5 separate regions of the Zea mays genome follow, and regions 2, 3, 4 and 5 are each linked to region 1. The links are chromatin contacts, called in public Hi-C and HiChIP or PLAC-seq maps. All regions are on one chromosome and are shown on one strand. The core of a region is the stretch at or near the end of the contact, and the rest is flanking DNA. Distances in the headings are between cores, read along the strand shown.

What was found. Hi-C and Micro-C count contacts between places; a contact is called where the count stands out from the background. HiChIP or PLAC-seq counts read pairs in DNA pulled down with a chosen protein or histone mark.
Region 2: a contact with region 1 is called in a Hi-C map of bundle sheath, with 2.3 times the contacts expected there. The contact joins the enhancer-like site here to the promoter of LOC100191684 in region 1. A contact is called at or near these places in 3 of 25 Hi-C or Micro-C datasets (bundle sheath, ear and tassel).
Region 3: a contact with region 1 is called in an H3K4me3 HiChIP or PLAC-seq map of leaf, with 3 times the contacts expected there. The contact joins the promoter of LOC100191730 here to the promoter of LOC100191684 in region 1. A contact is called at or near these places in 11 of 25 Hi-C or Micro-C datasets (bundle sheath, ear, leaf and 3 more) and 1 of 3 datasets of contacts at active chromatin or transcription factors (leaf).
Region 4: a contact with region 1 is called in a Hi-C map of ear, with 2.7 times the contacts expected there. The contact joins the promoter of LOC100383783 here to the promoter of LOC100191684 in region 1. A contact is called at or near these places in 7 of 25 Hi-C or Micro-C datasets (bundle sheath, ear, endosperm and 2 more).
Region 5: a contact with region 1 is called in a Hi-C map of endosperm, with 4 times the contacts expected there. The contact joins the promoter of LOC100281263 here to the promoter of LOC100191684 in region 1. A contact is called at or near these places in 12 of 25 Hi-C or Micro-C datasets (bundle sheath, ear, endosperm and 5 more).

The regions. Positions count from the first base shown.
Region 1 is chr5:53,562,230-53,568,301 of Zm-B73-REFERENCE-NAM-5.0, reverse strand. LOC100191684 reads right to left here and starts at 2,524. Exons shown (of 2, transcript NM_001137113.1): 1 at 2,203-2,524; 2 at 1,032-2,104. The coding sequence starts at 2,454. The coding sequence ends at 1,349.
Region 2 is chr5:53,320,452-53,326,523 of Zm-B73-REFERENCE-NAM-5.0, reverse strand. No RefSeq gene overlaps it. Among protein-coding and RNA genes, the nearest start is that of LOC100191730, 45 kb to the left of the region's middle. Within about 2 kb of position 2,998, at least 14 of the 20 cell types and tissues checked have an H3K27ac peak or open chromatin away from gene starts, as enhancers often do. A contact at or near this core is called in bundle sheath and ear, where this site is marked.
Region 3 is chr5:53,365,383-53,371,454 of Zm-B73-REFERENCE-NAM-5.0, reverse strand. It overlaps LOC100191730 (IAA-amino acid hydrolase ILR1-like 6), which reads right to left and starts at 3,293. Exons shown (of 3, transcript NM_001399189.1): 1 at 2,637-3,293; 2 at 888-1,013. The coding sequence starts at 3,113.
Region 4 is chr5:53,731,787-53,737,858 of Zm-B73-REFERENCE-NAM-5.0, reverse strand. It overlaps LOC100383783, which reads right to left and starts at 2,806. Exons shown (of 1, transcript NM_001176418.1): 1 at 1,115-2,806. The coding sequence starts at 2,419. The coding sequence ends at 1,829.
Region 5 is chr5:53,392,854-53,398,925 of Zm-B73-REFERENCE-NAM-5.0, reverse strand. LOC100281263 reads left to right here and starts at 3,076. Exons shown (of 1, transcript NM_001154182.2): 1 at 3,076-4,173. The coding sequence starts at 3,194. The coding sequence ends at 3,943.

The DNA.
Region 1 (6,072 bases), core at 1,275-3,774:
CTCTCAGCTCCCTTACGGAAGTAGGGGGACGTCAGCGAGGACTCGACCGCTCCGACAGCTGTCCCTCCGCCAAGCTCCGTTGCTCCTCCGACAGCCACGACATCACGCCAGCAGGGTGCCAAGATCTCTCCGGCTGCCACATTGGCATGTACTTAGGGCGCTAGCTCTCCCTCCGCTAGACACGTAGCACTCTGCTACACCCCCATTGTACACCTGGATCCTCTCCTTACGACTATAAAAGGAAGGGCCAGGGCCTTCTTAGAGAAGGTTGGCCGCGCGGGAACGAGGACGGGACAGACGCTCTCTTGGGGCCGCTCGCTTCCCTCACCCGCGTGGACGCTTGTAACCCCCTACTGGAAGCGCACCCGACCTGGGCGCGGGACGAACACGAAGGCCGCGGGATTTCCACCTCTCTCACGCCCGTCTCCGGCCACCTCGCTTTCCCCCCTTCGCGCTCGCCCACGCGCTCGACCCATCTGGGCTGGGGCACGCGGCACACTCACTCTTCGGCTTAGGAACCCCCCGGTCTCGAAACGCCGACAGTTAGATAGCTAATAATCAACCTATATAGGCTTGTATGGTGACAGAGAATTGGAAGGGATAGCAAGGGATTTTCTTTTCCATAGATCTCTTCAATTCCTTTGTCATCAAACTTGCCCTATTTTCTCTTCCATATATCTCTTCCATATATCTCTAAGTATTTAGATGCTTGGCTAACAGGTTCGTATGTTTATAGCAATGGATTATTTAGCTCTTGTGCTCAGCTAGTATGTTAGTGTGAGCTTAGCTAGCTTTTTCTGACTATTTTTTATATAACTACATATTTTTCTCCATTTTAAATAATAAAATGGTGTTCATCTAGAATGACAACAAGCTCTAAATTTTACTCTATAAAATTTAAGAACTAAATTAGATCCCTAAATTTTACACTATAAAATTTAAGAACTGAATCAGATTAGGATCGAGCTTTATTCCTATTTACTTTTGAACTTAAATTAATTAAGGGTCTAACTTATTACGAAGAAATATTTAGATCGTGATCCATTACCATATTTATGTGCATCTGAATATATACTTCTGTTTAAGTATATAGTAAAAGTGTATCTAAAAAGATCAAAATATATTATAATCTGAGACGGAGGAAGTAACAATTAATCTCTGGTGTCAAACAGCCACTCTTCGTGTTTGCACACGGGAGTCCACTGGAGTACACAAGAAAGAAAGAAGAAACCCAAACTGAAATTAAAAACCAACAGCCCGAATTTGCATTAATAGTTACATACACGATTCCTCCTCCTCTCTCAAAAGTTCTCCATGACGGTCCGACGCCTCTAACAGTTAAAACGAATCACTCGAGCTGCGCGTACCAGACCCCCTGGATCTTGACATCCTTGGGCGCCTTAGCCCCGAGGTCGGTGTCCGACGGCTGCACGCTCTCGAATACGCCAATGACCTCGCCGGTGTCCGGGTTGCTCTTGGTGACGCTCAGCGTGATGTTGCCCGTGGACGAGGCGGCGTTCTTGATGTTCTCCTTCTGGAGCTCCTCCTCGTCGCCTCTGCCTCCGGCGGGGAGCGCGACGGCGTTGTCGTATCCGGTGGAGCCGCCGCGGCCCTTGGGGTCGAGGAAGGAGGAGCCGCGGTAGCTGGGCACGAGGAAGGGCCCGCCGAAGCTGTCCGGCTTGCCGGTGGCGACGAGCTGCTTGACGGTGAAGAGGAAGGGCACGCGCTCGCCGCCCGGGAGCTGCACGGTGACGGCGGCGTAGTCGATGCCGTCCTTCTCCTCGAACTTGAGGGTGCCGTCGGAGGCGACCTCGAGCGGGCCCTCGATCTCGTCCAGCGTGTAGGTGAGGCGGGTCATGAGCTTGGTCTTCTGGAACTCGGGCGGCGCGTTCTTGGCGATGCCCTCCGCCTTGACGGTGAAGGACGTCGGCTCCAGGCACAGCTTCTTCATCTGGTACTTGCCGGGCTTGAACGGGAACGAGTCCACGCCGCCGTCGATGGTCGGGCACTGGTTCGCCGTGCCCGTGCCCTTCACCTCCAGGTACGTCTTGCTCTGGATCTCGTCGTAGGTCAGCCTCTTGGGCGTGCCCTCCGCGCTCGCGCCCTGCGCACACACGTGTCATCAGCTTCGATCGACGTTGTTGAGGAGCAGGCACAGGTAAGCGTAAGCTTGCTGATAATGCACGCTTATCTTATACTTACCGAGACGAGGAGCGCCGAGGTGGCGAGCGCGAAGCCGGCGAGCTTGGCGGCGTCGACGCACTTGCTGGCGACGTCCCTGACGTCGGACTGGAGGGAGCACGTGATCCTGGCGGCGCCGGCGTCGACGCCGAACGCCCTGGCGAGTTGCGACGACGGGCGGGACGACGGCAGCGAGGCGGACGGCGCCCGGCCGCCGATCTTGGCCGGTTGCATCAAGGTGGCCGCGGCTTGGACTTGGAGCGAGGCTGCCATCGTGGTCGTCGCGGGCGGTGTTGCCTTTTGCCCTTTCTCCTCTCCTCTGTCTGTCTGGTGGGTGGGTGCGTGTCGTGAAGGGCGCTTTGTGAGGGCGGGTGAGTTTGTCGCCATCTACGAGCAGCTGAGCAGAGGCCACAGAACGCAGGATAAGAGCATCGGATAAGGAGTCTCCTCCCATTGGTGACTTGGGGCTATGGAGATGCCGAGTGCACGCGTGGCACGCCCAGGTGCCACTCCTCGCTGGCCCCTCCTGTGGTCGTGCTGGCCGCTTTTGTTTTGTTTTGTAGGGGACCACCCATGGTCAGACACTCAGACCATGACATGAACATGACATACTGTGTTTAGTGGAGTAACTGAAGTTTATCTAAATCAGTGATATGTTGCTCTTGTGTTGTCAATAATACTATCAGTATAAAGCATTTACTCAAATCTAGCTTATGATCCAGCACACATGGACTACCTACTGTATATTACTCTAGTGTAGAGTTAAGACCGTCGACTTTGTAAGTGTATGTTAATTAGGTTTACAAACTTTAAAAATAGATTTCTATATCCTTAAGTGTAAGTGATAAGGTGTCATGGGTACTGCTACATTAGCTCTTGTGCCATACGGATGATAAGGTCTCGATCAATGGCAGCGCGGCACAGCGACACGCAGATGAGGAACATTGAGGGGAAGGGATCAACTGCGTCAATCAGACTTGGGTCAGCATGACAATAAGAGGGAATCAGAAGGCTGGGGTCAGTTAGTATGAACCTATAGTGCACCGTTTAACGAGTTTAGGTATTCAAAAATGCATTTTTTTTTAATGTAAACCTAAGTGACATAGTTTTTTTAGCAAGTCGGCACAGGAGCTCCCTGCCTAAATTTTATGTTTTCATTAACAAAAGAACTATATACAAATGTAAAGCTACAAAGGAGACAAGGCTTTCTGGCCCAAAAAGAAACAAACGAGAAGGCCTAACTATAGCTCTCTCTCTAAAGAATGAGGGGACCTTGTCGATCGGCTTTCCTTGCCTTTGATACACATCAAACAGAGTTCCTCTTTGAATTGAGCTTTTCAAGTATTTAGGTTAATGTGGTTATTTTCAAAAAAAGCAAAAGAACTTCATTTCTTGTAGTCCAGATGATCCAACAAGGAGCGATGAAAATCTCTCTGAAAATGGGACTGTCAAAACTTGTTCTAGCCTCAGTGATCGTGTGTCTAAAGGTTGCAGACTCAGGTTCCGACTGATGGAAATTGTGTTCCAGCAAGATTGACTCAAAGAACATTTAAATGAGAGGTGGAAACTAGCCCCCTCAGAACCTGAATTGCATAAAACGCAGATATAGTAATCAAGAGCCTTGTTTTTTTCCTTCATAGAAGGTTTCTTATATCGAGTCTATCCCTGATGAGGATCTAGAAGAAAAACCTATTGTCAGGGAAATAAAATAGACACAAAGATTTACGTGAAAAAATCTCCTTCAATATAGAGGAGCAAACAACCACGAGAAAATAGATCAACTATCAACCGCATAGTACAAGTTACAGGGAGGGCCTATATTTATAGGCGTACAGGAAAGCATATTCCAAATATATAAAAGGAATAAGAGGCATATTCCAACAAATCTCCCCTTGACTCTAAATCTATAGAACCATTTCACAAACACCACTAGGATGCTAAATTTGAATATCAACCAAGTCTAAGGAATCATTAGACTTGGAACTCGAGCATGGCTTCGTATCATCAAAATAACCCCTCTTCTAGAACGCAATAGAAACAGCTTCACCATCAACTATTGAACATTGCAAGTAATAGAGATTTTTCAAACGGTTGCCCTTCAAGATAATACGATTGACACGAGAAACCTTAAAACCCAGCGGCGGCGGCGGCCACAATGTGGATAAAAATAATGTGTCTAACCCTAGCTCCTATATCACTTGTTAGGAAATAAAATAGACACAAAGATTTACGTGGAAAAATCTCCTCCAATATGGAGGAGCAAACAACCACGAGGAAACAGATCTACTATCAACCACAGAGTACAAGTTACAGGGAGGGCCTATATTTATAGGCGTACAGGAAATCATATTCCAAGGCATATTCCAACACCTATGTTTGCCCAAAAGGAATTATAGGCATATTCTAATACCTATGTTTGTCCAAATTGCTTCAGGACTAGAACCAAGAAAAAAAAGGGATGAGGCTTTCACAGTCCCTAGTAGCAGGGAATAAGGTTTTTGCTGCTATATTGAGTTGATCCCCAGGAACAGTGCCAGACATCAGACTCTTCCTCATCCTCGATAAAATAGACTGTACTTCTTCTAATTGACTACCACCATGTGTGGAAACTGGCATGCTGAAGATCTTGTTGACTTCCTCATCTGCTCCACTGTATTTTGAAGTACGGGTCTTAAGTCCTTTGAATTTGCTAAAAAGTATCATGACATCCTTCCACCCAAAAGGATCCCAAGTGGAATTCTTGCTTGTGGTGGGGTTTGATTGTTGGCATACAATTTTATCCAAGTTAGCTTTACCTAAGGAATATCTGCATTATAGAGTTTATCCAAGTATTTGAGTAAAAGGGCACTGTTTTGGCAATTCACATCTATAATCCTCAAATCCCCTTCATTTTCTGGTCTACAAGCAGATTCCCATGCAGCCAAACAAGAACCTCTTCTATTAATGCATCCCATGTTCCAAAGGCAATACTTGAGGTATTTGTCTATTTGCTTGATAATATTGGGGGGTACTTGAAGGCTGCACATATACTCCCTCCGGTGTCCTATTATTTGTCGTTTTGGATAAGGTTTGAGTAAAACTTATAAAATTGTGACTACAAATAACTATTTTGTTATTTAGTTTTGAAACCTAATATTTATATGCACCAATTTGTCTCAAAAAGTACTTTTTATAAAAGTATATATGTATTAAGAGATTATTTGTATTTTAACAAAAAAAACATTGGTCAAAACTATATTTTGGAGACTGTTTTGTTGTCCTAAATGACAACTAATAGGACATCAGATGGAGTATAAGGTTGATAGGGCTAAACACAAAAGTTCACACGGATGAGCCTTCCATGGTAAGATAAGACATGAACTTGCCTTCTATCCGGGACAGTAAAGGAGTGAAGTCTTGCAACGTGGGCTTTGTGGTACCAATAAATAAGTCCATGTATATAAAAACACAGCACCAACTTTTCACATCCAAAGGGGTCAGCTAAGCAGGGGTGGGCCCAAATAGTAACAAGGGTATTAAGTTGAGTACCTGGGGGAGATAGATATCCACCGGGCCCTTACGAGCACAGAAATGTTGATCCGTCTCGTCCGAGGCCAACCTCGGACGGGAGACGTTGTTCTGTCTCGCTCGAGGCCAACCTCGGACGGGGGACACTATTCTGCCTCGCCCGAGGCCAACCTCAGAGGGAGATGTTATTTTGTTCACTCGAGGCCAACCTTGGACGCCCAAGGCGAATCTAGGACGGGAGACGCTGTTCCGTCTCGCCCGAGGCCAACCTCGGATGGGAGACATTGTTTCGTCTCGCCCGAGGCCAACCTCGAACGGGAGATGCAGTTCTTACTCGCCCAAGGCCAACCTCAGGCAAGAGATGCAATCATGACTCGCCCGAGG
Region 2 (6,072 bases), core at 1,749-4,248, 240 kb after region 1:
CTCTCTGATGTTTAAATTATGGAATTTAAATTCAATTTTGTCATTTGCATTGCATGAGTTTATTATTAATTTTGTTCTATTACTTTACTTATGGTTTGGTATTTACTTACACTTAGTAACTGCTAATATAATTTTGACCAACCACTTAAAAGCAATGCTCAGCCTTAACCCCTGTCATTGATTTAGCCTTACACATCACATGAACTCACACATTTGTGAGTTTATGTCCACTGGTTCGCCACAACTTGTTGAGCTATGATCATGTGTGAGCTCACCCTTGCTGTCTCACACCCCCCACAGGAGAAGAACAGGTGGTTCAGGAGGAGCCACAAGGCGAGGAGTATGATCTGATCTAGGTGGCGTTTCTCAGTTGAAATTGGCGCCGACGATCCTTAGTTCGTTTTATGTTTATTCTTTTATTTTGTAATAAGTCTTCCGCTATGTAATAAATACTCTGATGTTTTATGAGATTTATCTCTATGCACTCTGTTATTATATATGTTGTCTTCATGGCGCATGTATGAGATGCACATGGCTTTGTCCCTTAAAGCCAGGTGTGACAACCGAATTTTTTGCATTTTAACCCTTCGTCGAAAACAATATCACGGTTGGACCCTAGAAAATTTTAATGTCATTTTTGGACCCTTTGCTCGGCGCCATAGCCTATGGCGCCGAGGTAACACAGCTCGGCGCCATAGGATATGGCGCCGAGGTAGGTGCTGCGCTGGACCAAACAGACGACGTGGCGCCGACGTGGTACCGAGCTCGGCGCCATAGATCTTGGCGCCGAGCTCGGTTTTGTACATAAAGGTTGTTTAACTCAGTTGGTAGAGTGTAAGGCCCTTAACCTTGTGGTTGTGGGTTCAAGCCCCACAGTAGGTGTTTTTTTGTATTTGTCACTGATTTGTTTTTTGTTGTCCAGATTTTTTGTTTATGTCGCTGATTTGTCCGTCCAAATTTATTTGTCATCCAGTTTTTTTGTTTTTGTGACTGATTTGTCTATTCATCCAGATATTTTTTTGTTTATTCGGTAAAAAGAAGCACAGATATTCATGAATTGACTATCCTATACGATGGCCTATTTGGAATGCAAGATTATTATATAAATTAATACATGAATTTTGTAGTCTCACCAGTTTGATTTTATACAAAAGCACGTGAAGAAAAAAACTATTGTCATATTCCTGTGTTAGGATCAGTACACATGCATCTGGAAATTATTACTCTCATACAGCTTTTTCTCTTTTCTAGATGGGATTGGCACCTAATAATTTCTATATGTGGGGTAACCGAATATTTATGTGGATTCGTTAGCAACGTGGCTTGAAAGATTTTGAGTGAACAAAATATTTTTCTTGGAGTTGGTTTTCAATATTCGAAAAGGTAAAAAATAAAAGGCCTATATGTCGAGTCCTAATCCTAACACAGGAATATGGGAATAGTTTTTTTTCTTCATGTGCTTTTGTATAAAATCAAATTGGTGAGACTACAAAATTCATGTATTGATTTATATAATAATCCTGCATTCCAAATAGGCCATCGTGCGTTTTTTTCCACTTAACCATCGTGCAAAGGTTGAACGACACTAGCCACCAATAGAATTACAGTTTCAAAGCTTGGATCTTAATTCCTTCAAGTCTATCAGAAGTGTCGGTGATGTGATTTATTTAACGTTTCTTCTTTTTGAACTAGAAAGTTTATATATAACACACATTTGAATTTCGTCAAAATAGTAACTATGCTGGCACAGATTTTTAAAATGTCTAGTTTCCAATATAAATCAGCGCACGTTTCATCATCTAGTCCTAGGAACAATAATGTGGACAAAAAAAAAACAAATCAGTGACAAAATAAAAAGTATTGAACGCCAAATCATGGGACTTGAACCTATGACCATAAGGTTAAGAGTCCTACACTATACCAACTGAGCTAGACAGACTTTATGATTATATAACCAAGCTCGGCGCCATAGATCTTGGCGCCGAGCTCGGTACCACATCGGCGCCACGGAGTTCGGGTTGTGCCAACGCAGCACGTACCTCGGCGCCATAGCCTATGGCGCCGAGCTGTGTTACCTCGGCGCCATAGGTTATGGCGCCGAGCAAAGGGTCCAAAAATGACATTAAAATTTTTTAGGGTCCAAACGTGATATTGTTTTCGATGAAGGGTTAAAATGCAAAAAATTCGGGTGTGACAACCCTACTGATTCCGGCGCGCGCCATTTATTATTATGTCTAATCAGTTCGCATCATCTGATTTAACTTTTTATTTTAGTACTTCTCATTTTGTCATGATTTCTATTCGAAATTTAATCTAGAATTTGTCTAATTATTCAACAGTTACTCCGATCCAACTCGGCAGTTTGGCGTGCTCCCGAGCGTTTGCATCGCTGGGTGAGTCGATGGGTTCGCCACCCATGCCACCCGTTATCCTCTTCCTCCTCTCCATCGGTGGGTGCGTGCGCGGCGCGCCACAGCAAGGTTGACGACGACACGACGGGATCCGGAAGGACGGCGGCGCCGTCCGGACCGGTTCGGGAAGTCGCCTCTCGATCCGTCGCCGCACCACAAGGAGCACATTCACCACGCGGCGAAATGGAATGCGGATGAATGGATGATATGTTTATAGATAAATAAATAATAAATAAATAAAGAAAGGAACTCTGAAAAGGGCATCCCCAACCGCCGCTTAGATAGCTGCGCGCGCGCGCCAATGGTAGCGACGGGTCGGCGGCCACTATTTACTAGTATTAATTGGTCGGCACTGGAGCTGATCACGGCCGCCGCCGTCGCCGTCGGCAGTCATGCGCGTACTTGTCCGGCGTCTCTCTCGCACCTCCGTGGACGGACGACAGAGAATCCGGCCGGCGGGTGCTCCGTGGCCATGGGTTGACTGGGTGGATAGGCTGGCCGCGGCCAGGCGGCGGCAGGCAGGCGGGGGCGCTTGAGCTGTGTCTGTGACTCCCCTCTGATCCTGACACACCACCCCACACCACACGCCAGCAGGTACGCAGTGCACGAGAGAGAAGGGGATCATATTTTACACTGCGCCGTCAATAGAGAAGAGAGCGGCCAAACCGGCCGACGAGCGAGCGAGCGAGCAGGGTGGCCAGCATCTTTTCCTTCCGTGGATTACTAATTATGCACAACTTTGCAGAGGTCAGTAAAGGCCCGTTTGTTTCTATTAGTCCTAAGACTAAAGTTTATTCTAGGGACTAAATTTTAATCTGTATCATGTTTGGTTGTAGGGACTAAACAGACTCTAAATACATTAAATACAGCACATAAAAACTAAAATGTCCTTTTTTTGTTTGACACCCTTTTCTAGAAAGGGTAATTAGAGTAAATGTTGCCCTTTAGTCCCTTTTTAGTACCCATGTGAGGGACTAAAGACTAAAGCCAATTAGTTCCTACTTTAGTCCTTCCGTTTGGTAAAATACAGACTAAACAGTACTAAAAACTAGGGACTAAAGATTAGTCTCTCTAACCAAACGGGGACTAAGTACGGATCGTTTTTTTAAGAAGCAAGTTGAGAAAACTGCTTATTTTATTATTCCAAGGGCGAGTTGCCTTTAAAACTGATCAGCGGGCCTTAATACTCAGCAAATTTTTTTTTGGTTTTTACCAATATCCTGCCAGTCCTTGTTGCGTTTCTTCAGTAGAACAAGGTTTTGTACTGAAATACTGAGCACTCTGGCATGAAAAAAAAAAGAATTATGCACTTGCTTACCTTTCTCTTTATTACCAGCAAACAGAGGTTGAAAGCTATGTCCTTTTTTTTTTTTGGTTTCACTTCGATGGACAAAGAAAGATGCCCTGTTTAGCCGCGATTATAATTCTGGTTGCGGAATCAGCTACGGGTCATGCATATATTGATCTGGACGCCCTCATTAAATCTCATGAAAGATTGTATTCGGCCTCCCACCAAATGGCTCATTTCATTTTTTTGTAAATGTGTACAAATGAACAAGCCATAGATTTGGTGTTCGGTGGCAGCCAATCTTAGCTAAAAGTCACTTATCAAGGATGAGCTGGGTTCGTTCAACAATTCTCCCTTATAATTTTATATACAAGAAGGTCCATACATCCCCTTAGACAAGTGCTTGGTTTTGTGGTAGAATATCATAAGTTTCCTGGACAGATTTCTACGGGACTAGATAATCTAAGGCTTGCTTTTGGTGACATTATTTCATCTGACGGGTCCTCTAAAATGTTAGCACTCAAAGGTAAGATGTGTGAAGCACTCATCAGCACAATGCTTTTCGTGGATGCTTACACGATGTGCATGAGCACAACGCTGGCTGCTATGGTGGACATTCACAAGACGTGCATTCACAAAGAGAAACAGGATACGCTTATTAGCGTTGCTGGTGTGGGAACACTTAAAAGGATATAATGCTAAGTGCTCTTTTGGTCTGTCTCTAGCTAACAACTACCCCATTACATCATCTACTATTTTAAATTTCACTTCACAAATAGTACCATCTACGGTACAAATCCCCTACGGCTACTTTACACGATTCACGGCGGACAGTCTTAATGCTCAAAAGGTATCCATTAATCAGGAAAAATGTTAATTGAAAAGGTTTGGGGTTCATGCTTCTTGCTGTCGAAACTGTACAACGTGTTACTAACTATTTTTCCCATTCACTTCAGCATGAGACCTGGAAGTGCCCCAACCACCTGCTATCCAATCGATCCAACAACTATGAAAAATTTCATTGAAGACAAATGGATTGGTCTCTTTAGGATCAAGTGCGCGCGGACTGTATGTTGGGTACAGAGTATCAGAAAGTTGTGCTCCCTATGGATTCTAGTACTTTAAGGGATGTTCGTTTCGATCACAATCCATACGGATTAGACCCGATTAAGTGTGCTTGAATTCATAGCAAGTCAAAAAATTCACAATTTTTTTAATCCCATCTATCCATGTCGAACATGAATAACCGAATAATGCAAGGGCGGCTAATATATATATATATATATATATATATATATATATATATATATATATATATATATATATATATATATATATATATATATATATATATATATATATATATATATATATATATATATATATATATAGTTTATATATTAAGAGCTCCGGGCTTTCAATAACTAGAGAAAGCATAGGTCGGACGGTGCAATCTGATCGAGCCAAACTAGGTCCGGACGTCTATAAAACATGACCCGGAGTGCTAGGGTTCAGTTTTTTACGCTCCATCCCGATTCATTAGCGACGCCGCGTGCGGCGACGGCAGTTGCCCCAGAGCATGCACGGCGATGGACCCCTAGCCGGTGGCCGCAGCTCCATGACCTTGACGCGCGGTAGCGGAGGTTCCTCGATCCGGAGTAGTGGCGGTGGTTCCCAGGTCGGTGGCGGTGGCTCCCCGATCTAGAGGGCGAGCGACAGCGGGGCCCTTGTGCCGGCAAGCGGCGGCGTCTCCGAGGCCCAGAGGAGGCGACACTTCCAAGGCCGGCGAGCAAGCGGCGCCCGTCGACGTGCGAGTAGCGATGGTGACGCATGAGGCGCGAGGTTCGAGCAAGCGGCGTCACGGAAGGCGCGAGATGCGCGCAACGATGATCGCACGTGACATCCTTCGATCCGGCGCAGTTTGGGCGGCCCAAGTGACGACCTACATTTGTGCTTGTGTCATCGACGACGTCCTCCGACCACTACCTCCTTCGATTCGTGTTTTCTTTTCGATTATTGTGTTTTATGCCTATCACATGTATTATTCACGCTAAAAACTGTACGATTTTATGCTTGGACACAGAGTTCATATATCAGTTTACTGCATGCATATTTTTTGCATGCACATTTAAAAGGCAATTCCTTAATTTATGCTGTTTGTAATTTGCGCGCATGCAATGGAAACTCCCACGATTTTGCCATAATTTTTGGATCTGTATAAAAATAGAAACCGCATGTATGCGACTGCCATGTTTTTCGTATCATAAAAATAGGATCGTAATAACAACCTACTAGAGCTATCAAACTCTCACATTGACTCAGTATTTACGCTTATAATTGAGGGATTTTATGCTCAAAACTTAAGGTTTTTAC
Region 3 (6,072 bases), core at 2,044-4,543, 200 kb after region 1:
CCCAACAGCACAAGTCCATCCATAGCAATCGACAGAAACTAAACAACAGCATTGCGAGAGTGATCAAGAGCACGTGGGGCGAAAGAATTGAGATACCAAAAAGGAACCAGGAGTAGTGCTTGCTGGCACGACTCATGACGCTGACATCCTCCGCATGATGCCACCCTCCGCGTGGTGGTGGTGGCGGCATGCCATGGCACATCGTTTTCGCACTTTGTCGCACTTGCTTGCTCATCTTTAGCTATCGTTTTACGCCGCGACGGACCCAGAAATTAAAGACAGTCTAGACGAAATTATCAACTGCTAACAACTACATATACGAGATTATCAACTGGACTCAAATATTTAGACTTGTGTGCTCCTTTCAGTGGCAAGGCAGCCCAGGCCACGCAGCCTATGTTTGCCTGGGTGGTGAGTCCGCCTCTCTGGGTTTTTTTTTTTGCGCACATGTTTTCCCCCAAAAAAGCGAAATCTAGCGACTTAAATCCAGATCACGTCCCCAGTACTCCACTCCAAAGAAGCTAAGGAACAGCGCTGCGATGAGATGGTATCATTTGCGGGATCATGGAGGCAGGCAGTAGTGTGGTGTGTTTGCAGTTGCAGCTTCGGAGACTGATAATGCCCGTTTGGATGAACAAACTTTTTTTAAAAAAAAACTTGTCATGGTTAGAGAGAACCAGCTATATCTATTTGAAATTTCGCAACAACAGAAAAAAAACTATATTTGTTCGGAGTAGCTTTTTTTGTAAGCTAGGTGGCTGAGTATTTTTAAACTGATTTTATTATAGCAGTAGTGAATAGGACAACAGAGAGCGGGCCTGAAACCGAAAAGACGGGGGGCAGCGGATGGCGTCGTAGGCAGGCCGCCGGAGTGATATTATACGTACCTTGAGTTGGTGCTCGCGAGCCTTGAGGATGCTGGCGGCGCCGAGCAGCATGGCCACATGCGCGTCGTGGCCGCACGCGTGCATCTTCCCGGGGACCCGGCTCCTGTGCTCCCACTCCACGGCCTCCTGCAGCCACAGCCACACACAGTCAGCATTGCATCGTCCTCGAGCTTTTTGGGCGTGGAAGAAGTGCCCGTTCTGGGCACTCAGGCGGATCTTCTCCCCCCGGGCGAAATCGGCGTGCTCGCCCCCGGGTTTACCAACGGCTCATGCCATTTCGGGCAAGGAACCAGAAAGCCCTCCTTTTTTTTGGTTTACCCCGCTGGCCGCTGCTCTCCCCCTCTCTCTCTCTCTGCGTCTGTCTGAGATGGGTGGGTGCGGTGGCCGTGAATGGTCCCTCGAGATTCGGTGACCACAGCTGCTGGTCCTGACGAACTCAACAACAGCCAGCCGTCTGCCATCACGTCGTGTGTTTCCATCCCCGTTGCATCGTCGTCGCGAGGACCACAGGACCAGGGCAAGTGTAGTGTTGTGTAGGTGGTGGGGCTAGAACAAAGGACGATCACGTTTTTTTCCTCTCTCTCAAGAAGGGAAGCATGCATGAGGCACCCGTGCGCTGTCTGTCTGTCCTCCTCCTCCAGGTGGTGGCCGACGCGGCGCCCGCAACTACCCGACCCCAAGCCGAAGCGAAAGGACCAGCAGTTTTGCGTTGCACGTTGGAGCACCCAGCCCTGCTGAGTACTCTGCAAATCCCTACACACCCTTTTCTTCTTTTTAGTAATAAACCAAATAATAGTACTCCGTTTCATAAATGGGCGAGAAAGTTGCTAGAATATAATATAAGTGAATTGTCCATATCATCCTATTAGTTTAAGCTTTAGTTAAATTGGTTGGTGCATGCAACTTAATATAGTATAAATACTAGAAAAATAATAATTATTGTTCGCTCCTATATTCTACGCCAAATATCTAAAAGAGACTCGACGTGAGCAGGATTGTTAAAATATAATATAAATGAATTATTCAGCTCCCATCACCTTAAGTTTTTTAGGTTAAATTGGTTGGTGAATGCAACTTAATAAAAGTAATCATGGTGCGTTGCTAACCTAAGTATCGTGGTACATTAGCACAGTGCAAGTTTGTTCTGAATATAGGAGTATTTAGGAGGTGTTTGGCTTGAAAAAAAACTAATCCATTATAGATAAGGTGGTACATCATGAGTTTATTTCAAAAGCAAATTGGTGGAATGAATGTATTCCTCGTATTATTAATAATTATTAATCTACGAGAAATGAAATAACGATGGATCAACACATTTAATTTCACAAACCAAACAAGAAAGTGAGAGTAAAAAAGACGACGGACTACCTCTTTCCTTTTCCTTAAACCAAACATATTAATAAACCAAAAACCATGGTGTGCGCCATCTCATCTCATCCAACGCACAGAGGGCGGCCGGTGTGTCTGTGTGTTATAGCAACCGCATGAGCTGAATTGTGCAGGGATTTCGTGGCTCGCGTGGGGGACCATTTGAATCGTCAAGGAAATAATTGTTTTGCCGCGCCTCCGAATGACGTCTCTTCTTCTCGCCCGTCTCAGATTTCGAAAAACGGGTTCGAATCAGACGAAGAGAGATCGAGAATACTAGTTCGTTGAAGGGTTGCTACGCGCATGGGGGTGGTGAGCATCACGAACGTACGTACGTCCATGCCGGCACACGCTGACACGCACGCACGCACGCGCACGTACCTGGATGGGCAGCGCGTCCATGTCGGCCCGGAGCGCGACGACGGGCGGGCGGCCGGTGCCGAGCGTGGCGACGACGCCGGTGCGCGCGACGGGGTGGCGGAACCCGACGCCCAGCGCGCCCAGCTCGTCGCGGACCAGGCGGCTGGTCTCCACCTCCTCGTACGCCAGCTCGGGGCGCTCGTGGATCCGGCGCCGCACCGAGCGCAGCCACGCCGCCAGCTCGGGCCGCCCCGCCAGCCCCGCGATCTCCTCCCTCCACGGCGCCCCCACGCCGTAGCGCTGGCGCCGGTGCTGGTGCCTCCCGCTCGCGTTCGCGGTCGCGGCGCCCTTCCCCCCGCCGCCGCGCATCATCGCGCGCTCCACGGCGCCCAGGATCGCGTCCTCCTCCAGGAACGCCGCGCCGGCGGCGCCCGTCACGGGGATCACCGCCAGCGCCAGCAGCAGCAGCAGCAGCGCCGCGTGGCCGCCGCGGTCCATGGCCGTATGAGACTGGCGAAGCGATGGGCGCCTGGGCTGAGGTGCTGCGCCGGAGCAGGCTGGTGCTGGAGCGGCAGCGGCGGCAAAATGGAGGGAGGTGGAGGAATGGCGGGGATTAAATTGCGCGGCCAGGCCGGGCGACGGCAGTGGCTGATTTTTTTTCCGCGCGTCGTCTAGGTGGGGGCTCTCCCTGTCTGCGGCTGCCAGTGTCACCTTTCCGATTCAATTCGGCTCGTGGCGGAATCATTGTAAACCACTCGACCCTACTGGCATTATTAGCGCCGGGACGGGCCCGCGCTGACAGTGACGCATCAGTGGGCGACGCCTAGTGGTAACGCCTGTGACGCCCCTCCCTGATAGATTTGTGTAGCGTCCCATGTTGCGACCAACCGTCAGCATTCATCCAGTGGCATTCTGCTGTCGTGTAGTAATCTTGTAGTAGGGTACTTGGTACTCAGCTCAACTCAGGCCTTTTTTTTCTTGTGGGAGCTGTCAGAATTCCAGTGATACTAATCCAGTAACACTAATCAATAATCATGGTAGCGTTTTTTTCTAATAATATCCAAAAAGAAATGTTCGTCTCGGCAAAAGAAAAGCACAGCGCCAGGTGCAGCAGGCCACGGACGGTCTGGATTTGTTGCTCTGAGCGGCCGTAAGCCTGCAACTGCTGCGAATGACGGAGGCAGGTGACGTGTTTTTTTTTTTTTGAAAGCTCGGGTCACAGGTGACTAGGTGAGGCAAGCGGATGATGTAGGCGGTGGCGCAGGCAGGCGCAGCACAGCTCGGCGTGCACTGACGGCTTTTCAGCATTCAAGCCTGATGAATACTCAATTCTCAAGTACAGTGCGGTGCGGTGTGGAGGCCACGAATGTCTCGCGACGGTGGGTTTATTCGGTTATTTTGGATGCACATCGATTGGAGGGAATTAATATGAATCAGAAAGATTTTTAATTTAATAAAGATTAAAATTCTCTCAATCCCTCTCAATTCATATGGATTGAAGTAGAACCGAACAAACCCGAAATAGTTTTTAAGGGGTAGTTTAGAAAACTTGATTTTTTTTCAAGCAATTTTTATTTTTTTTCAAAATAAAATAAACTAATTTTTTTCTGAAAAATGAAAATCCTATGAAAAAATTTAGGTTTCCAAACTAGTTTTAGAGTGCGTTCGTTTGTTCAGGATTGAGGCTAGGAATGATTCCACGTGATCAACGCTTATACAAATTAGGTAAACATTTCTGGTTAGATTGGTTCTAGGTTATAATTCCAGAACAAACAAACGAACACACCCTTAAGAGATTCATTGTTAATAACATAATCGTCTGCGTTCTTTCTTTCTGGCGGTAAAACATATACAGGCAAGCCAAGTTTTCTGATACTTAGTGTTTCCTGCCATAAATTTGCCAACACCGTTTATTTGTCTTGATAATTATTTGTCTTGATAAATGCATCCAACTCATGCTTTTTCTCTGGAATCCTGTGTCAAATAGATACTAGTAATATTTTTATAGATGAATTTACTATGCACAAGTAATTAAAGGTTGTTATAAGTTTGTCAACTATCCTATGTCTCTTTTCACCTTTTTTTGAACTACACCTATGTCTCTATAAACCAAACATCCCCTTCTACTACATACTTATTAAGGTCTTAGCTTAAATTACCGATGGGGCTTGAGAAACTTTCTATTGTTTTTTATCCGTTATATTTGTGTGAAGCGAATAAAAGACGTCATGTTAACACATATGAAATCGAGTACATGTTACTCAGGCTCAGATTATGCAAGATCTGAAAAAGATAGAAAGTACATGTTATGTTATATATTCACACTCGTAGCAGAAGATATATCGTGGGAAAGCTCAAAACAAACTATCATTGTATTAGCGATAATGTTTGTTTAGTGTGTGACATGTTATGAGGCAACGAGTTAGGCTACGAGGCTTCAGAAGTTTGTACGTTGTTTATAAGTGGTAGACAATATAACAAGACCACTTAAGTTATATTGCAATAACGAATCGGTAGTATTTCTTTTATGATACCAAGTCAAGTGATGCTGTCAAATACATTGATATAAAGTATTATATTATAAAGGAGAAAATTCAGGATCAAACAATTAAAGTTGAGCATATAAAGACATAGTGAATGCTATAGGATCCGCTCACTAAAAAAGGTCTTTTCACTAGCGTGTTCAGAAAACGCATAGCCGACATAGGTTCAATGGAGCACATGTGATTTTAGATTAAGAGGTTATTGATACAAACACCACACTCGAGAATGAGTTCTTTGCTTTGAGATAGAAAGATGCACTGTAGTTATTGAGGTTCAGTAGCATGCAAATGGTTGTTGTGATGCCTTAGTCTTGATGTATGTATCTATTAAAGAGTAGGGATTATAAGCTAAACAAATAAGTAAGGAATACAAAAAAGCATAAGATTAAGGTGGAGAATATAGATTGATCTGACTCGGTTAGAAGACCGAGCCTAGCACAATAATCTTTTGATTGTGGTCCTCGCACCCCGCGTATAATAAAAGGGGACGATCGAGGCCAACACCACGTGAACCATTGTTTATCAATGCCTCCTCATCCATACGCACCCCGATCCGATATATTCTTACGCAGCCAGTGAGAGGAAGCGCCGCTGACATCGACACGCCGACTCCGGCGTCGGCCATAGGAGTCTTCTCTTTCCATGGTGGATCTACTCATCCAATCTCAAATGTGAATTTTCTTTTCACTCTTTCGATTCTAGATTTTGGACAAAAGGTGTAGATCCTACAACTCTGTCGGTGTTTCGAAACCCGGGGGGTCCCTGGACCGACGAGTGAATTGTCGCCGTGTGCCCTAGCCCAGATGGGTCGACGCAAGGCGGAACGCGAAGGGGGGAAAGGAAGCAGCCGGAGAGAGGCAGGCGTGAGAGAGTGGATCCCGCGGCCTTCGTGTTAGCCCCGCGCCTGAGTCGGG
Region 4 (6,072 bases), core at 1,557-4,056, 170 kb before region 1:
AGTTGTCTCTGCCCCTTGCCACAATTATAAAAAGCTCCTAAATACAAAAAGATATAAAATACAATAAAATGTAACTGTAATTAAAATAAGTACCTATAAAGTCCTCATAATATAACGAAAATTGTTGTCGGCTATGAACCATGATTAAGGCATTACACCACATTCACAACGCTATCATAGAATGACAATTTAGTTTCATCTTCGTATTTCTTGAATCTTACTCGCATACATGGAGTAATTGTTGAGTGCCTTGTAGGGATATGAGCAATACTGCTCCTTAGCTTGAAGTGGTGGCTCATTATAACTGGAAAATTGTTAAGAGAAGTAAGAGCATTATGCAGCTTCCTTACTAAAAGTGTCAAGAGCAAGTCACCGCAACCTTGGCCCATTCTTGAGAAAGACATATGAGAAAACGACTAAAATCTTTTCACCATAGCCAAAAAATGGCCAGAACTGCAATTCATAGCCTTTTAAATTTCTACAAATATCAGTTAACCCCATTTCATAGGTTGCCTTCACATGCCTGGCAAAAGTAAAAAATACTGTCATTCCCAATCCTACAAGTCCTTTTTCGGCAGCTTCAGATCTATAGGCATCAAATGCATAGCAGAAACATGTAGTCTTATTTCTTATGACAGTTTTGAGTCTCTAGTTGTTGCATGTTATCAGGCATATGGGTGGATTTTGAATAGTCCTCTTGATTAAGAAGCGCCTCAACTGCATTGACGACACCTTCCTTGATAAAGAAGCCAAGGTATACAATACGAAGCTTTTGCATGAGAATCTCGATTATCTTTAGTAGTGAGATCAACACATGATGATCCTTTGTAAATAATAAATCAGCCAAGAAGCTACCATGGGTAATAAAAACAATATGTCCATTCAGAATCAATAGTTTTGGTATTATTTACATGTAAGATCTAACTTGCCAATGCCTGTATTCAAGGAATGTAATAACACAATCCTTTCACAGCTTATTTTATACCTTTTTTGTTTCCTTGGGCACATCTTGAAGTATTTCTGGTTTACTGAAATAACAAATATTGTTAGCAATTGAAGCACATCCATAGCAAATGTACGAATTGGCACCAGAGTTCACCGCTGCACAATTTGTACAGTAAGCTCACTTCCATATTTCATAACACAAACATTGTTATGAGTTGTTAGTTTGTAATGCTGCTAAGGTACATAGAGAATTGACATAAGAACCTTGCTTCAAGAGAATTGACACAAGAACCTTGCTTCATTCGTAATTATTTTTTCTGTCGCTAGTATGATCTGGGTGTCTTCAACGTCCCTTACTACTGAAGGAATCAACTGGTTTGACAACCTGGACGGCCGTGGGGGCTTGTACATCCTCCATGTCCTCAGCGTCCATCTTGGTGGTGGTGAGTGGCACTTGCACCAGTGGCCTCCATCCCCTAAATTCTGTGCAGGAGCGCCTGGCTCTGGCTGCAGCGCCGTGGCAGGGCGAGGCACGTGTGGCGGCTACCGAGGTGCTTAGGCGTGATGTCTAGGTGGTGGCAAGGATGAGCAGGAGGGCCTTAGCGCCGTCAAAGCAGGGGTCTCCGCCTCGGGGGCGATCACGATGCGTGGGAGAGGGAGCCGCAGCGCGCGGATCTGGGTCGCGGGGCGCGCGCCCCAGCAGCGCGGCCATAGCGCGCCCTGCGCGATCTGCAGCGACGCCGCCGTGATGGGCAAGTCGAAGGCGGACCGCAGCCCGTCCGGGAACCCGAGCCTCGACGACAGGCCCGCGGCGAGGACGTCGCGGAGGTTGGGCGGGAACGCGAACCCCATCTCGGCCTCGCGGGCGCCAGCTCCAGCTCCGTCAGGCCCGGGAGCACGGCCACCCCGGAGGCCCGGAGGTGGCGCAACAAGCATGTAGACGCTGAGCTGAGGCCTGCACGGCATGGCGAGCCCCGACGCCACCCCCATACTTCTCGGGCGCGTCGTCGCGGTGCCTCAGCGGCGCCGATGAGGTGGACAATGAGGAGGCGCTGCAGTGGGTCATGATGGAGCGACTACCGTCCTTCGAGCGCCTGCGCACGGGCCTCGTGCGGCCGGCGGACGCTTCCGACGGCGGCAACGCCAGCGACCGCGGCCGGAGGCGCCGGCACACGCACGAGGAGGTGGACGTGCGCGCGATGGGGCTCGCGCAGCGCCAGGCTTTTGTGGAGCGCGTGTTACGGGTCACCGATGAGGACAACGAGCGCTTCCTCAGGAAGCTCCGCCCGCGCATCGACCGCGCCAACATCCAGATCCCCACGGTGGAGGTGAGGTTCCGGGGCGTCAACGTGCAGGCGGAGTGCCACGTCGGCACCCGCGCTCTGCCCACGCTGGCGAACGTCTCGCTGGACGTGGCCGAATCGTTGCTGGGACGCGTCGGGGTCAAGCTCGGCAAGAGGAAGACGCTCCACATCCTCAAGGACGGCTCCGGCGTCGTGCGCCCGTCCAGGATGACGCTGCTTCTCGGCCCACCGTCGTCCGGCAAGACGACGCTCCTGCTGGCCCTGGTCGGCAAGCTGGACCCCACTCTTGAGGTCAGCAGGGAGGTGACCTACAACGGCTATGGGCTGGACGAGTTCGTGCCGGAAGAAGGCGGCATACATCTGCCGACACGTCCACGAAGAAGGTCGGCGGAGACGGAGACGGCGAGACGGCGCGGAGGCGGGTGGTGGCAGTGGCGGGCTGTTGGCGGTGGATCAGCCTCGTGGGCGACGCCACCGAAGGCTGAGCGGGGTGGTGCCTGCACGGCGATGGGTGGCGGCGGGGTGGTTGCCAAAGGCAGGGACGGCTGCGACGGGGGAGGGGGCGGGGGCGGAGCACGGTCGGATCGCTCTGGATGAAGCGAACGGTCCAGATTCACGGATGACAGAACCAGAAAAGGCAGGCTACCCTTAGAGCCTTAATAAGTAGTATAGAATCCTTGATAAATAAGAATAATATTGAATTACATTTTTACCTTCGGCTTGATAGAAGGTAAAAATACAAGCGTGACGCACGAGCGAGTATAAGTCAGTGTGAACAGTACATGGGTACTGTTCATCTATTTATAGGCACAGGACGCAGCCTGTGTAAAATTACATTCATGCCCTTCATATTTAGTATTAACTTAAGAACAATCTATCGAGGACTAAATAGTCTTTTCCTCCTCAAGTCGGTTCCTTTTTCTGCTATTGAGTCGAAGCTTCCTTGCGCACAACTTCGGCACTGGTTGAACCTTTGTTCTGGCCCTGCTTTCCATATTATGTACAACTTCATCCCATGTCCGAAGATTCCTGCACATATGTTATGCTTTGGGAAACATTGTTAGTCATGTTTTTGAGGACCTTCGGAAGACGAAGGCCCCCCAACAGTAGCCCCTCACAGTATTAATTTGTTATAATAACGAATTCAGACTGCGACATGAATGAAGACTTTAAGCCGAAGGTCCGAAAAAACACCTTCCCTTTGCTAGAATAGCAACAATCAATGACAGATGGGGCCCTTCAAGCTACAGCGTGCTAAGCGTATAAATATGAACTCACACCTGCTGTATTTTACATGCCATCTCTGTCGTTTGCAATATTTTCTCGAACTTTTTAGTTCTTGCTCACTAGCTCTCGCTAGATTTTCAATCTTTTTGAGCTTCAGCTCAAAGACGTGTTTTCACCATGTCTAGAGAAAAAATGATTGAGGAGACGAAGCTGACTGAAGAGACGAAGCTGTTCGAGGAGAAGAAGGCCGCAGATCCTTATATTGCTGGATTCATTGAGTCGATGGCAAAAACAAACACAAAGAAGGTTACTAAAGAGATACTGGAAGGTTTATCTGAAGATACTGGTGACATCGATAGCTATGACGTGGAAAGTGGGGATGAAGATTCTGAAGATCGGTCCTGGCGGCCAAGCCATGCTGTCTTTGGAAAATCGACCATTAAACAGAGTCATCTTGAGAACATGAGAGGAAGGTACTTTCGGGATATGTCTATTGTGAGGGCTAGCGGAGACAACAACGTCCCTGCCCCTGAGGAAAACGAAGTTGTTATTTACCGAAGCTTCTTCAAGGCTGGGCTTCGGTTCCCTTTGAGCAAATTTGTAGTTGAAGTGCTGAAAATCTACCAGATCTTCCTCCATCAGATCACCCCCGAAGCTATAATGAGGATGTGTTTTTTGTCTGGGCAGTAAGGAGTCAAGGGCTAGAGCCAAGCGCGAAGTGCTTCTGCAATATGCACGAACTTTTATATGAGACGAAGGCTATTGGTAAAGAACAGTACCACAACAACTTCGGTTGCTATGGTTTTATCGCTCACCCCAAAGCAAGCCACCCTGTGCCAACATTTCGGAAGAGATGGTCCGGAGCCTGGATGGAAGAATGGTTTTATGTGAAGAATGATTTAAAGGCAAGGGAGGACATGAAAGAAATCATCATGCGCCCCATTTGGTCCCGCTTCGGCCTCTGAAGGCCGAAGGTGGAAATTGATGACGCTGTTGAAGCGTGTCAGAAGGCTTTTAGCACCGTTTGCTCCTTCATTGGTACAAGAGATTTGATTCAAGAACATATAGCCTTCAGAGTATGGCCGCTTGTGGAAAGCTGGGAAATGCCGAAGGAGACCATCTCTGGCTCCGATGAGGGTAATTTAGTCCGATTGAAGTATACCTTCAGGTTTGAAGATAAGTTTGATGAGCCAAATGATGACTGGCTAAAATGCATTGAAGCTACTAGTGACTAGCTACTTGGGGCATACTCCAAGAACGAGGACAATGCCTTGTCCGTAGCTTTCGAGGGTCGGAGTAAGAAAAGATCGAACATGGTATTTGATGCTATTGGCTTCATATACCCTGACTATTGCTACCGGGAAAGGTTGCTGCTTGGGCCATTACAACTGAGCCGAAGGGCAAGAAGATGAAGGTTCTAACTCACCGGCCACGTTATATTGAACCAGCCGTGATACCGGAATTTGGCGAAGGTATTTCTTCAGCTGCCAAAGCAAAAGAAATTGCTCCAATTATGCAGAGCACTGAAGAGGCGACCATGATGCCGAAGATGTCCATAGCCGAACCAGTAAAAAATAAGGCAGATAAGGTTGAAGAATCAAAGGCTGAAAAAATAATACAATTTCCAAACATTTTGAGCCTTCCGACAGAGGCAACACTGCCGAAGGTACAAAAGGCTTCTGCTGCAACTCCCAAGAGGAGAAGGATGGCGAATGTGCTAGATGTTGTGCTAGAAACGACAAAAGCCTTGAGTCCTGCTCCTACAAGGAAAGTTGCCAAAGCTGCCAAAGCGCAACCCGAAACTGATGCTAAGCAGGCAGAAGTCGAAGCTACAAAAACTCAGGCTAAAACCGAAGCTGGGCCTTCAACGCCCGCCGCGATGAAGCCTATCGTATGTGAGGAAGAGATGACAGGACAGACTGCACCTAAAAAGGTCGAAGCTCCTGCTCCCGAAGCTTCGAACAAAAACATTGACTACATTATTCGTCATGCTTCGGGAAAAGAACTATCCCAAGAAGAAATGCTAGAAGCACGACACTACGCCCAAAAATTGAAATATCCAAAGGGGGCGTTAGTGTTTAATGGTAGTGATGAAGAAGATTTTTTGTATTGTCTCCCGGATAACAAAGAAATATCCGTTTGTCGGGAGATAGGTAAAAGCATCGGATTCCCGAAGCTGGAAGACGACCTTTCGATTTTATCGAAGGATGAACTTGCTGACATCCTAGCATATAATAGCATAAAGGTATAAAAGTTAACTTTGAATTTGAAAATGTGGTATTTCATTTGGTATACTCAATTTTTCCCTCCTCTTCCAGAGCTTGATTCTTAGTAATGCCCTTAGGGCGTAGAAAAATATTGAAGACGAAGGCTATACGATGGCTCTGAACAACCTTCGTTGAGAGGTGATCGAATTGAGAAACGAAGGTCTTGAAAAAGACAAAATCTTAATTTCTCTGCTTAACAAAGTGAAAGAATACGAAGCTAGCTTCAAAATTCAAGCCGAAACCCAAAAGATTGAAATTGAAGACCTTCGGAGGCAACTGGCCGAGGTTAAAGAAAAATGCGCACTCGAAGAAGCTAACCAAGAAATCAG
Region 5 (6,072 bases), core at 1,827-4,326, 170 kb after region 1:
CAACGAGACTGATGGTTTTAGTTATGGCTATGGTGCTGGTAAGTGGTATTCTTTCCGTTTGGAAAGGGTACATCGGGCTAATAACTTGGGTTAATGCTAAAACCTGGCTTCCTATTAGTAAATAATAATCTGACCAACTAAAAGCAACTGCTTGACTTATCCCCACATAAAGCTAGTCCACTACAGCCAAACAGGATACTTGCTGAGTATGTTGATGTGTACTCACCCTTGCTCTACACACCAAACCCCCCATCCCTAGGTTGTCAGCATTGCAACCACTGCTCAGGAGAAGATGAAGCCGTGGAAGGAGACTTCCAGGAGTTCCAAGACTACGACGAGTTCTAGGCGTGGGTTAGCGGCAACCCCCAGTCGGCTGCTTGTGAAGGCCGCGTTTATCTACGTTTCTTTTCCGCACTTTGATTTATTGTAAGGACTATGTGGGCGTCTCAGACGTATGATGTAATCGACTATTATTTCCCTTTTAATACTATTTGAGCACTGTGTGATGATGTCCATGTTATGTAACTGCTGTGTACGTGAATTGCTGATCCTGGCACGTACATGGTTCGCATTCGGTTTGCCTTCTAAAACCGGGTGTGACAACCACTGGGGGTGATGAAGCTGGTTTTTGGCTCATCTTCCTTCTTCATCCAGATTTGATAATAGCCTGAATAACAATCTAATAGACTCATGAGCTCTAACGAAGCTGCTGCATCTACTAGAGAATCTATCCTTGGTAATGGAAATTCATCCTTCGGACAAGCCTTGTTGAGATCAGTAAAATCAATGCACATTCTCCATTTACCATTGGCCTTCTTCACCATAACAGTGTTAGCTAGCCATTCTGGATATTTTACTTCTCTGATGACTCCAGCGCTAAGAAGTCTTTTCACTTCATTCCGAGCACCTTCGGCTTTGTCATCAGACATTTTCTGAAGCCTCTTCTTTCTGGGTCTGAAGGATGGATCAACATTGAGCGAGTGTTCAATAACATCCCTGTTGACACCACAGAGATCATTAGCTAACCATGCGAAGACATCTTTGTTATTGAACAGGAACCTTATCAGGGTTTTCTCCTGCTCCTCAGACAATTGAGATCCTAGCAGCACCTTCTGCTCTGCTATATCTTCACATAAAAGCATGGGCTTTGGCTGATCAGCCGAAGCAGCCTTCTCCCTTCTGTATTTGTATTGCTCACAAGCTTCGGCCTCATCTATGTTATGGATTGCTTTTGAATCTGTCCAGTTTCCTTCGGCCTTTCTGGCAGCTTCCTGACTTCCATGAATAGCAATAGGCCCTTGATCCGAAGGTATCTTCATGCAAAGATATGCTGGGTGAAGAATTGCTTCAAAAGCATTGAGTGTCCCACGACTAATGATTGCATTGTAGGGGTACTCCATGTCGACAATATCGAACACAACTTCCTCAGTCCTTGTATTGTTCACAAATCCGAAGGTCACTGGCATTGTGATCTTGCCAAGCGCTACAATCTGCCTTCCTCCGAAACCACAAAGAGGGTGTGTAGCATCATGAATCTTATCCTCTGGCTCTTGCATCTGTCTGTAGGCCTTAGCAAATATAATATCCGCTGCACTGCCTGTATCAACCAGAACATTGTGGACCAGAAATCCTTTGATGACACAAGAAATAACCATAGCATCATTGTGAGGGTAATCCTTGAGCTGAAGGTCCTCTTGGGAGAAGGTAATTGGGATGTGGGACCATCTTGACTTGATGAAAGGTCCTTGCACCCCGACATGATGTACCCTTCTCTGTGCCTCCTTCTTCTACTTCTTGTTGGCTGGCTCTGAGCATGAACCGCCTGTTATCGGGAGTATCAGCTTCGGAGCCGAAGCAGCTCCATTTTGATTGTTGAACGAAGCCATCAGCTCAAAAAAGTGGAAGTGAGTTCACCGGAGGTGGACGCCAATGTTGGGGACTTGTTCTCAAATGCTATGAATTAAGAACAAGGCAACACAAAAATGTTAAGTATTAATGCTCTTCATCCGCTGAAGCATTATCTCCCCAAGGATTTAATGAGCTTCGGACGAAGGTCATGAGTAAAATATCACGAAGGTCACACCTTCGTGATCAGACTTATAAAACAATATGAAACATGAAACATTATAGAAAGATATATTAAAAATAGATAGCTCTATTCGCACATTTTATTATGTGAACTTTAAATATTAAAATACAGTATTCAAGTACATTTATACCTTCGTCTTAGCAGAAAACAATAATTCCAGCGTAATGTGTCGGCAGCTACAGGATTGCGTGAACAGTACATGGGTACTATTCATCTATTTATAAGCACAGGGCGCAGCCTGTGTAAAATTACATTTATACCCCTTACAATCGACTATAATAATGACACAAAACATTGCGGGTCTTTTAAGTCATTTCATCTTTAAGTCGGTCCACCCCTTCGTCTTGAGATCTGTCACCGTGCCGAAGCTTTATAGGTGATAGCTTCGGCGCTGCTTCTGATAGGATCTGCCGAAGGTGTTCTATTTCTTTAGGATCTTCGGCTACGAAGCATACCTCAACAATTCTTTTATTGTTTCTCCACATGTTCCTTCCCACATAGTACCCTCTTTCAAACTATGTATGCATCCGCACATATTGTACATTTATTAAATGTATAGCAAAATGCGTTTTCCGTTTCTATTTTCTGATAAGGAAGATTTTCATTGTATTTAAAAGTCTGATTAAAATCATCTCCCGGCCTTGCATCTACAAGATGTACACAGCCAGAAAAGAAAGAAAGAATTAGAGAACATGACAAACATGATGTTATTGGCTACATGACTAGAAAAATCAAATGTATTGTAGTTTTTTTACAAGTATTGTATTGTACTATTGTAGTTTGGAATTGAGGGACCATATGAAAGAGCCAGTGATTTTTGGAGTTTTGACCTGTCACTTTCCCGTATTTGACTCATTAGCGACGCATGTTTGATGCCGCCAAACATGTTTTCTGTTCCGCGAGCGAGCAAGTGTGGTGTGGAGTGTTGACCCCACAGTACAGAGGCCACCAACCTTTTGACACCCCACAGTCACTCTCTCCCACTCATTAAATACGCGCGCACGAGCCCCACAACGCTCTCACGACACTCCACACTCCAAGCGAGCTAGAGCTAGAGCTATAGAGATCACTCTCCTTCTCCGCGTGAGGTAGTGACGCCCAGCCATGGCAACAATGGCACTGCGCGCCGTGGCAACGGCGCTGCTGGTGGTGGCGGCGTCCGTGTGCGGCGCGTCGGCGTCGACGCTGGTGCTGTACAACCGGTGCGGGGAGACGGTGTGGCCGGGCATCCAGCCGAGCGCCGGGAAGGAGGTGCTGGCGCGCGGCGGGCTGCAGCTGGCGCCGGGGCGGTCGGCGTCGGTGCGGCTCCCCGCGGGGTGGTCGGGGCGCGTGTGGGGGCGGCAGGGGTGCTCGTTCGACGCGGCGGGGCGCGGGCGGTGCGCCACGGGCGACTGCGGCGGCGCGCTCTACTGCGGCGGCGCCGGGGGCGCGCCGCCGGCCACGCTGGCGGAGATCACCCTGGGCACCGCGTCGTCCCAGGACTTCTACGACGTGAGCCTTGTGGACGGGTACAACATCCCCATCGCGATGACGCCGGTGCACGGGTCGGGCGCCCGGTGCGCGGCGGCCGGGTGCGTGAGCGACCTGAACCGCGTGTGCCCCGCGGGGCTCGCCGTCCGCGGCGAGGGCCGCGTGGTGGGGTGCCGCAGCGCCTGCGCCGCCTACGGCGCGCCGCAGTACTGCTGCACGGGGCAGTTCGGGAGCCCCCAGCAGTGCAAGCCCACGGCCTACTCCCGCCTCTTCAAGTCGGCGTGCCCCAAGGCTTACTCCTACGCCTACGACGACCCGACGTCCATCCTCACCTGCTCCGCCGGCGCCTCCTACGTCGTCACCTTCTGCCCGCACCGCCGCTGAACTTTTATTTTTTTAAGGTCTTCGGCCGCGTGTTGTTAGTTATCCTCTGCCTGCGTTTGCGTTTTGATGTTCTGGCGTGCGTTCGTTTCACTTGCCTCCGTCACGCGTCTTCGGAATCTCCAGATCTTCCTCCCTAAGTATAGCAATGCACTCGGCTCTACTGCTGCTGCGTTTTGAAAACCTGGGATCTGAAATCTTGAACAGTAAAAAGTAGCTGCGGGCATTCTCCAGATCTGGATCGTTGCACAGCAGGACAAACACAAAAGGGAAGCAGGTCGTGCAGTGAACCAACAGTACGCCGCATTAGCTACAGGAGGGTGAGGCGAGTAGCTAGTGTAGGCCTCTTTTGGCCGCCACAGGGAGAGTGAGGGACGGGACGTCACGGACGATCGGACCGGACGCCCATCATAATTTAAAAATTTATTCCGGGGAGCGCGATCTCCGAGGCTACTTTTTCCCTGCAGCAGGCAGCACGTGGAGCAGTAGTTACGGTCGGTCGCTATGGCTTTCACCGAGGCGACAGGCCGGAGACCCGGAGCTCATCGGATTCCGGCCGGTTCGTCTTGGCTCTTGAGCCGCCTCCGGCGTCCGGGTTCCAGCCGTCCACGGGCGCGACCGGGCCCGGCACTCGGAGCCGCTGTCAAAAGGGGAAAAAAAACTGTGGTCCAAATGACTCGCAGGCAGCCCAACATTCTCATGCTACTCGGGCGTCGCTTAGGGCATGTACAGTGAACATCAATACGGTTCTAAGAGACAACTAAAAACTTTATTATACAATAGAATATCTATAAATATAGCTTATTAATAAATACATACTCCCTCCGGTTTCCTATTAGTTGTCGTTTTGGATAAGGTTTGAGTCAAACTTATAAAATTTTGACTACAAATAACTATTTTGTTATTTAGTTTTGGAACCTAATATTTATATGCACCAATTTATCATAAAAAGTACTTTTATAAAAGTATAAATGTATTAAGAGTTCATTTGTATTTTAACAAAAAATATTGGTCAAAGTTATATTTTGGAGACCGTGTCGTTGTCCTAAACGACAACTAATAGGAAACCGGAGGGAGTAAGTAAATGTGCTTGTATATAGTATCGAATCGATAGAACAAACGATAAATTTGTACAACGAGAAGTGAGAAGACTGTTGCTATTTGTGTTACGAGCTAGATACGTCTCTTTACGAAGAGATAAATATATGATTTTTTTGCAAAAAGATATCTAAAAATCATATACATTAAACACCACTGTAGATGCCTTTAATTCATTTTTTAACCGGAACATTCTCATATTACTCGGGCGTCGCTTGTACACACCAAAACGTTCTCTAATCAGAGACAACTAAACAATTTAAAAAATCTATTATATAATACAGTGCATATATGTAGGCTATTGATAAATACAAAAGTAAATGTATTTATATATCATTGGATCAATAAAATAGACGACAGATTTGTAAAGTGAGAAGTGATATGTCTGTGGGTTACACGTATCTTTACGGAGAAAACGGCTCCACGATTTTTCTTTAAAAACGCTCTTTAGCTAAATTAAACATTACTCTATATATATATAATATATCCTTAATTCATTTTTTAACCGTGGTCTGGTTGTTTGTTTTGGTTGTTGCCAGAATGCCAGTTGCCACCCACTAGTGTTCTATCCTGGCGTTACTCCACTGCACCTACTACTAGTGCCAGTCAACCACGGGTGGCCGGCCGCGTGTACTGCCAGTAACTTTGGATTCTCTGAGCAGCCTGGAACGTGTCTGCGCTGCGGCTCTGCCTACTGCTGCCTGGTGGAGCGGTGGTGGCTCGGCTTGGCCTGATCGGCCGCCAGGTTATGCAGAGTCGGTCACTCGGTGGCTGTGCCTGGCGATGGTGAGCCGTCCTCTGTTTCAGGGTAGCTAAGAGGCACAGTAACTGCAATGAATACAGTTGGCCAAGTGCTCATATATTGATTAACCTATGACAATTAACCCATAAAAGATGAACGAACAGCAGATCTGTCCAAAATATCTGCATCACAAAAAACATAAATATGTAGATCTACTTACAACGCTTTCCAGGACTAGAGTAGAAGAACACGAGTGGACGTGCAAGACGCACTCCCAGAAACTTGATTCGAT